Regions from separate parts of the Rattus norvegicus genome. Here region 2 is linked to region 1. The links are chromatin contacts, called in public Hi-C maps. All regions are on one chromosome and are shown on one strand. Each heading gives the region's core, a stretch centred on a gene start, on an enhancer-like site or on the middle of the called end of the contact. The rest is flanking DNA. Distances are from core to core; before and after follow the strand shown.

Region 1 (6,017 bases), core at 1,960-4,459:
TTATGTTACCCTTACATGAAATATCTTCCAAAATGACCCAATCTACCTTTCATGAGAAAAGTCCTCATTTTTTCCCACCAAATTTTGGAAGTATTGATTAATGACAATATAGCCCTGTCCCTGACATGAGAAAAGGGTCTCTTTATTCATTGATTCTGTGTCTTCAGATATGAATCAAACATCAGGAGCTACAGTGCTTAAAGCACAGAAAACACATACAGAGTTCTCTAGGAGTTCTTGTTTTTCCTGATGTGTTTTTTTCAACAGTTATGTTAAAAAAAAATGAAAGGCACCTATTTAGGTGGGGCTTGAGAAGGAGGACACTCACTGAATTTATAATGTCTTCCAAAGAAAGGCTTGTTCCAGCTTCAAAGTCACCACGACTAGGGTGGAAGTTGCCAATATGATAACAATTATTGAACCATTCTCATGTTCTCCTAGCACAGTGGTTCTCAACCTTTCTAATGCTGTGAGGCATTAATACAGTTCCTCATGATCCCAATCATAAAACTTTTTTCATTGCTACTTCATAACTATAATTTTGCTACTGTTATGAATAGTAATATAAATATCCAATATGCAGGATATTTGATATTTGAGGTCTTGACGCACATATTGAGAACCACCATCCTGGTCGGTCCCTTTACTGGTGAGCTATCAGTTTGTTTTAGAATGAGGGACTCAGGGATAGAGAGATGGCTCATCCGTTAAGAGCACTGGCTACCATTCCAGAACACCCAGGTTCAATTCTGAGCACCCATATGGCAGCTCATACCTACCTATAACTTCAGTTCCAGGAGGTTTGACACAGACATATATGCAGGCAAAACATAAATGCACACAAAATAAAATAAAAATAAGCATTGAAGATACAATGGGGGGGGTCCTTGACATCAACTTTGCTGGAGGCTCTTCCAATGCATCTAGACCTAAGAAATGCCCTGTCGCAAATGTTCTTTTGTTTATGATTTAATATTCTCACTCCATGCTAGAATTGTTTTATGAGAAATAGAGCAGATGGCAAGAAGAACCAGTGATGAATAAGAACCAGAAGAGGACCTAACACTGATACTTACTCGGGTTACTTATAATGCACACAGCCTATGAAATAAGGGAGAACAAAACTCTGCAAGTATGACTTTTATGCCTCATTTATTAGTTTCATGTGGTGAGTTTTATGGCCTTTAGAATGTGGACAGAGATTGAGTTTCACTTTTAAAAGGAGTACTTTGCTCTGTGGTCCAGTGCGTGACCATCAGACAACAAATTAATTCTCCCCATAAATACTTAAATGTGCTTAAGCTCGCACTTCTCCTTTGGCTTTTGTTGTATTTGACTTTTGTAACAATACCCATTTTTGCCCAGTGAGTGGCTGCTGTCAGCTGGCTTTTAATGAGCCTGAAAGGCATTGAGGTCCCCAGCAAGCGAGATGCTGAACAATTCAGTCTCAGTTGAGAAGAAAAGGGAAACAGTCCATGTTGAATGTTCATTCTCTGAGTCAGTGTCACAGATCGGCTGTGCATCTGAAAACTAGAAGACCCAAAGCTCTTAAAACTTTCTAGAAATAGTTAATGCAGCATCTGTGGATCATGGTTGTGTGTTAGGAAAAACACAGGAAGCGTTTCACTTCCTCAGTGCTCTGGCTGCAAGCTTCTCCAATTTAATCAGAATCTTTGTGTTTTGACCCATGTGTAAGTCTTGTGTGTGTGTATATCCGTGTGTGTGAAGGTGTGCTTGTATGTGTACTGCACATGCATTTCATCTGGCGCCCTAAATCACATCGACACACTGGTTTTGAAACTGGGTCTCTCAAAGAATTCACAGCTTGAGGATTGAGCAGGGGTAGCTGTCCACCAAGCATCGAGGAATCTCCTGTCTTGGTCTGTCCTGTGCTAGGATATCCTTTCGGACTACTGTATGGCCTGATTTTGTGTCATCTTCACACAGGCTAGAGTCATCTGAGAGAATGCCTTCTTTAGATCAGGCAAGTTTGTAGAGCATTTCCGTAATTAGTGATTGAATGTGGAAGGACCCAGTTGTAGTTGATTACAGTTGTAGTTGGTGGTTCTGGGCTCTAAAAGAAAGTAGTCTGAGCAAGTCATTGGGAGCAAGGCAGTAAGCAGCACCCCTCCGTAGCCTCTGAATCGACTCCTGCCTCCAGGTTCCAGTCCTGCTGGAGTTTCTGCTTTGGCTTCAACAAAGTCTGATTTAGGATATGTAAATCAGATAAACCTTTTCCTCCCTGAGTTGCTTTAGGCGTTGATGTTTCACCACAGCAATAGTAACTCTAAGACAACTGCCCTGTCACTTTTCACATGGGTTCTGGGCATCCAAACTCAAGTCCTTTTGCTTGTATAGCAAGCACTTTATCACCTAAGTTATCTCCCCAGCCCTGTGCACTGGTGTGTTTTCAACACTCAGGTACTCTAGACTGCTAATACCCTTTTGTTTAAAAGTAATACCATTATCACAAAACAATAACTTCAACTCTTATGAAATCTCATCCATGGACATGTTAAAGAGATATGGAAAGGACACTGCTCAAGTTATACATCTATTTTTGCCTGTCTACTGCCACTATCACTTTAAAAGTGGTATCTTTGCTTAAAGAAAAAGGAGGTCCTGGTAAAAATGGAAATGGTCTCTTGAAACACAAGCACTTCAGGACTCCGTTGCTGGCTTATCTGAGGGACAAGTAGCAGGTGTAGACTTCTTTAGAAGGGGTCACGAGCTTTCTAGTTTCCCCAGGGCCCCTCCAGTCCTCAGCCTGTCCTCGACCAGACAGCATTCAGGACACCAGTTTTTGTCTCAGTTCACAGAAGTCTGTCAAAGCCCAGTTTCCTTTGTCTCTTCCATATCCCACACAGAAGATTCTAGCCTGGGCCAAGGAGCCTTTATTTGATCTGAAGGACTCAAGCCATCCCTTCACCACAGTTATTGGAAAGGTCATCAGGTTCCTCTTACCATTCTCTACCAGCCCACTTCCCCACCTCAGAAGGTTTGTTCTGTACTTTTGCTTTAAAACTGAAAACAAAGACTGACTATACATCTATTCTCCTAAGACTCCAGTTCCTCAAGGCTGAGTGCCAACTCCCTGATTTGTTTTCCATCCAGAGCTATGCAGACCGAGAAAGCCAACAACGCAAGGCCATTTTGCTTTTGACCTTCGTAGGGCTGACTGCACAGCCAGTCAACGGCTGAGCTGAAAATAGAACCCAGGACTTTCAAATCATTGTTCTGCTTGCTGGACTGTGTTTCCTCCCGTAAGGACCTGGTTAAGCAATGTCCTGTTTTGCAAAAGCAGAAGTCACAATACACACAGGAGAAACTGGACTGAACACAAGAAACACAAGGCCCCACCCTTAGGAAAGATGGCTCTCTAGTGTGAAGGAGTGTGATTTGTTTCTGCGGGTTTTGGTTGGAAGCAGGCTCATAGCAGGTCAAATCACTGACTTTGCAGTGTGTGGTATTTTAGGAATTCTCAGAGTGCCTAGTGTCAGGTATTTTCCTGACAACACCCCAGAAAGACATTTATACAAGTGACAGACCAGTATACAAAGGTGGCCACAGACTTGGAATCACTGTGTTTTATTGCAAGTAGCATGGGAGAGAACCAGAAGTCTGGTAGCAGATGATTCTTCTTTTAGGGTATTACTCTGGCCAATAGAGGGCAGATTGAAACCGTAGAGCTGCCCCTAGGCATGTGTAGTCATCACAGACTTGGAGGCTGAGGCAAGAGGACCTCGTGATGATCAAGACCAGCCAGTTCCTGTGTTTATTGTCTAGAGCTGCCTTAAGGGAAGGAAATTGGAGTGGGGGAGGGGGCAACAAAAAACTGCCAAAATTGTCAAAAATCAATCAATAATGGATTTTTCTTTTTGAGAGTAGACAGCAGAATTACAGTCTAGCTGGCCACTTGCATGCCCAGAGAATAAAGGGAAGCCTGGGAGTTTTAGCAAGCAGAGAAATGTACACATGAACATACATGGTCACACTCACTGCTTGTGGGAACAGCAAGCTCCCATCGAGGGTGGGGAAGTGTTAAAAGCTAGTTTGAAGGTCGTAGTTGGCAGTTAACATTGATAGCTACTAAATAAATCAAGTCTTGAACATGCCCAGACTGTTCCTCTGGACTGTTTCTGAAAAGATTCTATCTGGAGCAGACATGTGTGGTCTGAGGATTTCTCACAGAAAGTTGGGGGGTATTATACTTCCCGAAGTTCCTTCAAATTGTTCAGACCTCTCTGTTCCATGGGAACCCATGTAGAAGACTTGCTAGTCTCTCAGGGATCTTCAGTGTGCATTTGGAGAGCAGAGCCTTACAATTCTGGCTGCTTTTGCCTCTCCGTCAAGCTTATGGCCCCTCCCCAGGACTTAGCAGAGCAGATTCCAGGACCCTGAACTAGTTGTAGCCCTGGCTCTCCATCTCAAAGCTGCCCAGCTTGAGTCAAATGGCTTTGCATTTTTGCATCCGTTAGTCTGTCAGACAGACACTGCAACAGCGGGCAAGACCTCGGAGTCAGGAAATTGAAGTGAATTGTGATTCACGAATTGCTTCAAAAGATTCTAGGCACAGATAATGGGTTTAGTTGTAGGCAATCAATAACTACCCAGGGACAGAAAATGGCTGCAGTTAGCCACGTGGAACGGGTGAAACACATCCCAGGACCTCCTTCCTTCCCTCCTTCCTTGGAGAAGCCTGCCTTATAGTCCAAAAGTGGGCACATGAGATCTCAATCTTAATTGCTCCGTATTACAGATAGGGCAACTGAAGACAGGGAAACTAGGTAATTCACTATGTTTACACACCAGCACGGGATGGGAAGGGAGTACAGTCACTGTATGTACTGACGTCACAGTTTTGCCATCATTGTGCCAGTGAGGTACTTACTTCCTAGGAAAAACCATGTAGGAAGCTGACTGTGATGTTCCTCAGGGGCTTAGACAGAATCACTTACTGACGCGTTGGAAGCAGCAAAGAGTATAAAGGTACCCATGGGCGGTGATGGTGATGACTAATAAACACATGAGGACTCGTACTGCAGCCTCACTTAGCATGTCAAACGGTGTTAAAAATAATAATCAGCCTTGGGAACCCAGAACAAGAACACCCAGTCATTCTGACACACCTAAATGCAATTTGATACGTGTTTGTCACCTACTCACAGCAGCCGCTGTTCAAGAGACGAACAAAAGACCACGTTGAAAATGGAAGCGCCAGGGCGCTTGTACTTTCTTTGTTAAACCAGGGGAGATTGTGTGTGTGTGTGTGTGTGTGTGTGTGTGTGTGTGTGTGATCATTTCCTGGAATGTGTACATGTGTACGTACATACAATATATTTTACACACGTATCTATTTTACAGATTTTTACAATGTCCTTCAATAGCTTCTCCAGCCATAACTATGAATAGAAATGATGAACGGCTTTTTCGTTCCTTTCTCAGACTCCAGTTGCTATAACCTAATGCCATGGAAAGTAAATCAAACCTGAGGCTGGGAGATGGAGAATCTGGCCCTTGCTTCTCCACCAAGTACATCTTTGGAGGAGGCATGGGGAGTGTCTCAGTCTATCAGGACCACCAATGTCTCAGTCTGCTTTTGTTGACATTACCTATCCAAGTCCTGATATCTTTTATGTCCTTCCCAAGGAACTTTTATAATTATAGATAATGAATTTCTGGCAGGGGAGGGGAAACGATATCTCAAATCTGAACCCAGACCTTCGTAGTTAAAAAATGTGCATTAAATTTATTAGGCGCTCTCTCTCTCTCTCTCTCTCTCTCTCTCTCTCTCTCTCTCTCTCTCTCTCTCTGCTATCCCTCCGTCCTCCCTGTAGAACTGTGCTTACATTGAAAGTGCGTCTTCAAAGACAAGCCTCTATCTAAACCCTGAGAAACACAAGACCCAACCAGTGGTAGCAGTCACATAAACCAAAACAACCCCAGAGGTGCATTTGGAGAGGCAGAGTTGGGGCTGGGGCTGGGGCTGGGGCTGGGGCTGGGGCTGGGGCTGGGGC
Region 2 (6,017 bases), core at 1,076-3,575, 150 kb after region 1:
ACATTTAGTATGTTGTATTATCCTTTCCTGTGTAGCAAAATGTCCCTCACATTCAGTGATTAAAATATGCAGACATTTCTCAGTTTCTGAATCCAGAATCAAGACTGAAGTCAAGAATCCAGGAGCAGATCAGCAGATTTGGCTCTGGTTCAGAACCTCCAGCAGTACAACAGTCGCAGTGTCCACTGGAGCAGCTAGGGTTAGACGATTCTTTTCCAAGCTCACTTACCTGACTCTGGACACCTCTGCCTTACAATGGTTAGAGACCCCTGGGCCAGAACTTTGTTCATGACATTCAAAATCCTAGCATCCAACTTCTGGGCTTTCACCATCTGGTCCTCCACATCCGACTGAAAGGACATACATACTATATGTAGTTAGGGTAAGGGAGTGGGGTGGCCCCTCAGAGTTGATACAGAACATGCCTAGACACCAAATTCTCAGCATAAAAGAAATGAGTTGCACAAGATGGGGCAAGGGTAGGGGTGGGGGTAGGGAGTGGCAGATGGGGGATGGGAGATAGGAGATAGGGGGGACTGCTTCTGGATTAAGCAAAGGCAGACAGCAGGCAGCAGGTATTTTGTAGGAATTGGTTTTTTAAGGGGGGAAAATGGGCAAATCTGGGCTAGAGTGAGTTGGTAAGTCCTGATTGAACAGGATAGTTAGTGTAGCTACATAATGAATTTGGGTTGCTGGACCTTGGTGTTTCGTCTCAGGAATGAGTCAGTGGCCATATAAGGGAATAGACCTTAGGGGCAAGCTTTAGGGAGTCAAAGAGTTTAGCCAAGGAAGAGGGAAGGGTAAAAGGACAAAACCTGTCGGCCCCATATTTGTCATGTGAAGACCTGTTAGTTCTTCAGTCTGTGTTGCTTAAGGGTTTAGGGGACAAGTCTTAGAAGTTGTGTACTTGGCCCACATTCCACGTGCCCACACCAGCACCCAATGAACGCAGAGGAGTATGGGAAATAAGTTCTGTCTGTGTACCCTGATTAAGAGGGTAGGACTTGGTGAGGGAAAAGCAATCACTCACTCTACCACACCCTCTCTTTGAAAAGACTATACATGCTAGTGCTTGACTTTCTTTCAAAGAGCCATCTACATGGTTTTAATGCAACAAAGGGATACGGTTGCTTGCCATTGTGCAAAAAAGACAATTTGATTAGTTGGGTATTTTCACCTCTCCTGTGCATAACAAACATAGCGCCTGTTGCAGACCACGAGAAGGTGGCAGAAAGCAAGTTCTGGGTCAGGAAAGTGCCGCTTCAGGGATAGCAGGATGGTGCTTCTGGAAACAAGACTCACCTGTTTCCCTATGGGGAAGAGAAGCCAGGCTTTGTCCCCAGGCAAATGAAAATCCAAATCACAAGACTGCGACTACAAGCACAGAACAATGCATTAAAAGGTGGCGGCGGCGGTGTGCACTGTTTGCACGCATCCTAATATGCATCTGCCATTCCAAATGCTCTCTGAAAACACTGAAGGATGGAGGGTAGTTAGTGATGAGAGAGATTGTTTGGCTGTATCTCAGCTTCTTCGTGCCGTAATTGCTAAGCCTCTTGGTTTTTAAGGGCTCCGGGATGTTAACGGCAGGTCACAGTGGCCCATTTCTCCACATACCGATGTGGTAACACTGCATCCGATGATGGTGACACGAAGAAAAACCATTTCTGGCATAGAAAAATGATCTGATCTGAATTTGAAGCTTCCAGAAAGGCTTTAACAATCCTTTAAATTAGATAGATGAGCTCGTCCACCTACTTGTTTTGAATTCTGGCCATTTTTACATATTTATTTCAAAAGAACCAAAAAAAAAAAAGTCGCTATTTTTTTTCTTCCAACAGCCCAGTTTCCAGTCTTCTGCCATGATTACCTCAGCAGCTGAAGTTTTTGCTGTTGCTTGCTTTCTGCTGCGTTTGCTTACATCACTTCAAGTTGGAAAAACCCACAGAAAGGAATGGTTTTTTGGAGGGGCCGGGGAGAAGCAAAAAATGAATGAAATCTGAGCCAGACTTAAGATACTCGCTCTCTGCCCAGCCCTGCTTCTGGACCAGAGGAGAGGGATGTTTTCCTGAGAAGCCAGCTCCAAGCCACAAACCTGGAACACATCAAGCTTTCTCTTCTTGCTAATTGGCACTTACCTCACCTAGGGGCTTTTGCCAAGAAGGGTTGAGGGGTTTAATGGGGGAAGGAAGAAAGGAAAGACTCCAGAGTCCTGGAACACAGTCGCAACCACGTGGGAACTTTTCCCTCAGAGGGCTTTGCAACAAAGTGGCCTATGTGCCTGCCCTGCCCTCCCGTTTGTGGGGCTAATGCTCAGACTGGGGCCTGAATGATAACTGCTTGGTGTAATTACGAAGACAGCTTGAAAACTGTGCTTCTCTTTGTTCTGGCCTTCAGATGAGGCTGTCTGAACGCAGTTTGAGCCAGCTTTATTTCAAAGCGCTTTTTCTTTCCATATTTCAAAAGGTCAGTGTGTTTACTGGTGGCCAAAAAAGAAGCTAGTGTAAGAAAAAGAAATCCATGTGGCTGAGTGGCAGGCAACCAGAAAGACGAGGCAGGGGGCTGGCTCTGGGTCCTTTAAGAGCCGGTAGAGGAGGCAGAGAACCCTCAAGACTTGACCTGTCCTTTATTCAAAGACGAGGGGGTGAATGGGAACTGTAGTCTTTTGTGGGGTTTAAAAAACAATTCTTAAAGTCTGATTCTGGAAAGAGAAATGCAGGGCTGCTTAGTTAAGAACAATGTTATCAACTGCCCAGCCAAGAAAATGTCCACTTCATCTCCTAGAGGTAGGAATGCTTCCTCCTTCCAAGAAAGCAGGCTTGACAACCTGGCCACCCTTGGGAGTCCTGAGACTGTTTCCTGTCAAGGTAAGTTAGTGCCAGGAAATAATAGCAAACCCCAAACCCTTTCACAGGCCTCTGGGTTGGCAGTCTGAGGCTAACGAACCCTGTTACTTAGAAAAGCAAAGCTGATCAGACAGACCACCACCTGTCCATACATAAAGCATTCACACTTCCATTGTGAATATTTGAAAACAGCGTCAGGCTCCAGAGACTTCAACTCAGTGCCTACGGCAAGCATTCTTAGTGGCTTGTTTTCTTTTAATCTGTGTGCAAAATGGAGGACTTTCACCCCTGGACTTGCTCTAGGGTGAGCTTCTGGCAGGAGGGGAGCAAGCTGTAAAAGCGGTAGAAAGTGTAGATGTCCAAACCAGGTGTGTTCATTCAGGTTCAAATCTTCACGTTGCCACTTACGAGCTGTGTGTGTGTGGGGTGGGGGTGGGCAATGTACTACTTAGCCAAGGCGTGACTCGGTTTTCTTGCCTGAAAATATGGGTGTCTCACAGCCTTGTGCTGGGAGGGTTCAATGAATAAGTATGTGTGAGATGTATAAAGCTGTTCCCCGTGCTTGGTAAACATCTCGGTGTTAGATAATGTTGAAAAGCACACCTCTCTTCCAAATGGAAATCTACGCTAGGGAAAAACCCCTCGCTATGTGCTACCAGCAGTCTTTAGACAATCTGCCCACAAGAGAAGTAAAAGGTAAAGTTGCAAACGCCAGTGAATGTCGCTTGTTTGTGAGGGAGATAGAGACAGTAGTAAGAAAGAACGGAAGAAACTGCTCAAAACCAGATCTCCTGATCACTCAGAATTTCCAGGCTCCTGTAAAAAGTTATAGCAACGTGGATAGAATTCTCCGGAAGTCACCCCAGGGAAAGGTGTGGTAGCACCAGGAGGACTGGAGAGAGGGGTAGGGGAGTTTAGGAAATGAGAGGTAAGATGTCTAGAGACCCTTTACATTGCATTTATCACCACATTAAGCAAACATAATTACCGCCATTTTACAATCAATGAAGGCAAGGTTCAGGTAACCTACGGGAACTTCTCTAGGAAGCTGTGTGTCGGGGTGTGTTTTTCCTCTTTCAGGTAACCTGAGGAGATGTGAGAAGGGTGGGTTGCCTGTACTCTCGTTTCTTCTAAGCTACAACCCCACCACCACACGCCCAAGTGAAGCAGCTTCATGGGGTCTTTGCTTTAAAGCATGTCATCACAGATATCAAGGGAGAGGGAGTATTCTTTTGCTGTGTGTTGCGGTAAATATTTAAAAATGTGGTTGAACCTTTTATCCCCGCTCTAGCGCCGGCACCCATGGGGCCACGTGGCACTGCCGGGGTATCTATCTCCGCAGCTCCACGCTGCCCCCAAGTACTCTCAGACCCAGGCTGTCTGCCGCGGTTCCAGTGCCATGCTGGTCTCTAGTTAGTTCCGGCACCGGAGGGCCATATGGAACAAAGCATAATTTATCGCTGGTTAGTATCTCTTCCGGCGGCCCTCTACTAGCTGCCAACTCTGGTTCCAGCTACCGGAAAGAATCAGGGCTCTAGAAGCTAGAGTCTATGGCAGCCACGGACTCTGCCCACACTCCCAACTACCCGGGGAAATCCGGACTCAATAAGCTGTCAAATGGGAATGTATATGTTAAATTCTCAATCCACAGTACAACCAAACAATAAACTCACAACCAATTGATAAGGATATAAACCACCCACGTAGAAAAGGTAAATTTGCCTACAGAAATCCATCCCTTAAGAAATATACATAACTACCATGGCAATTCAAAACCACCTAGATCTGGGTCATCCTTCTCCATTTCTCTTGATTTTCTTCCCCTTCACTCCGGCCTTACAAAAGATTTGTCCCCGCCCTATTTTTTTACTGTCCAATCATGGCCTTGACCTAACTTATGCCAGCCCTCACTTGCATATAGACGTCAACCTATAGTTGTGGTTGTTGTTGTTCTGGAAAGTAAGTCTTATATTTGAGTCTGTCTGTCCTTTATTTGCTCATACATAAGTTTTTTCCCCATGTATTTTTTTATTAAATTTATTTATTCCCTTTACAACCCAATATCAGCCTTTCTTTACCCCCCAGTACCCCCTCACCCCTCTGGGTGTCAACCCCCACCCTCCCAACCCCAAGCACTCAAGTTGTTGTGGGACTGTGTGCATCCTCTCCCGCTGAGGCCAGACAAGGCAGGCAGGCAACAGGCTCAGGGATAGCCCCTGCTCCAGTTGTTTGGGGACCTGCATAATGACCAAGGTGCTCACCTGCTACATATGTATGTGCAGGGGCCCTAGTCCAGAGTGTGCTCACTCTTTGGTTGGTGATTCAGTCTCTGGAGTCCCTAAGGGTCCAGGATAGTTGACTACATTGATCTTCCTGTGGAGTTCTATCCTCTTTGGGTCCCTCAATTTTTCTCCCAATTCTTCTGTAAGACTCTCCAAGCTCTGTCTAATGTTTGGATGTTGAGTCTCAGCATCTCTTTCCACTGGCTGCTGGGTGAAGCCTCTCAGAAGACAGTTATGCTAGAGTCCTCTGTAAGCATAACGAGGTATCATTAATAGTGTCAGGAATTCGTTCTTGCCCATGGGATGGGTCTCAATTTGGGGCAGTCATTGGTTGGCCATTCCCTCAGTCTCTGTTCTATCTCTGTTCTAGCACAACTTGTAGGCAGGGCACATTTTCCAAAAGTCCAAAGGGTTTGTGGGTGGGTTACTCTCCTTAACCTTCCACCGGGCATCCAGCTTGGCTATAGGAAATGGCCACTTTAGGATCCATATACCCCACAGCTAGGAACCTCACCTCGATTTGCTTCCTTAACTCTCTGGGGCCTCCCCCATCCCAGATCTCTGGCATGTGCTAGAGAAAACTCCCTCCTCCAGCTGATCTCCCTTCTCTCTCCTCTGTTCTCTCTACATATGATCTTTCCTTCAGCCTGCTTGATCCCCTCTCCAGTCCCTCTTCCACTCAGTTCCCCGCTTCCATCGACCTCTGATATCTATTTTGTTTTCCCTTCTGAGAAAGAGGCAAACATCCTCCCTTGTGTTTTCCTTGTTATTTAGCTTCTTTTGGGTCTGCTGATTATAGCATGGATATTCTGTACTTTATGATTAATATCCACTTATAAGTGAGTACATACAATGCTTATCCTTTTGGGTCTGGGTTAGCTCACTTGGG

Evidence for each region. A called contact is a pair of places that touch in the nucleus more often than the background predicts.
Region 2: a Hi-C map of Schwann cells shows a contact between it and region 1, with 3 times the contacts expected there. The contact joins two enhancer-like sites. A contact is called at or near these places in 3 of 12 Hi-C or Micro-C datasets (the Rat2 cell line, Schwann cells and kidney).

Annotation. Positions count from the first base shown.
Region 1 is chr7:32,928,127-32,934,143 of GRCr8, forward strand. No RefSeq gene overlaps it. Among named protein-coding and RNA genes, the nearest start is that of Plekhg7, 240 kb to the left of the region's middle. Within about 2 kb of position 3,210, at least 16 of the 93 cell types and tissues checked have an H3K27ac peak or open chromatin away from gene starts, as enhancers often do. A contact at or near this core is called in Schwann cells, where this site is marked.
Region 2 is chr7:33,076,971-33,082,987 of GRCr8, forward strand. No RefSeq gene overlaps it. Among named protein-coding and RNA genes, the nearest start is that of Btg1, 150 kb to the right of the region's middle. Within about 2 kb of position 2,326, at least 26 of the 93 cell types and tissues checked have an H3K27ac peak or open chromatin away from gene starts, as enhancers often do. A contact at or near this core is called in Schwann cells, where this site is marked.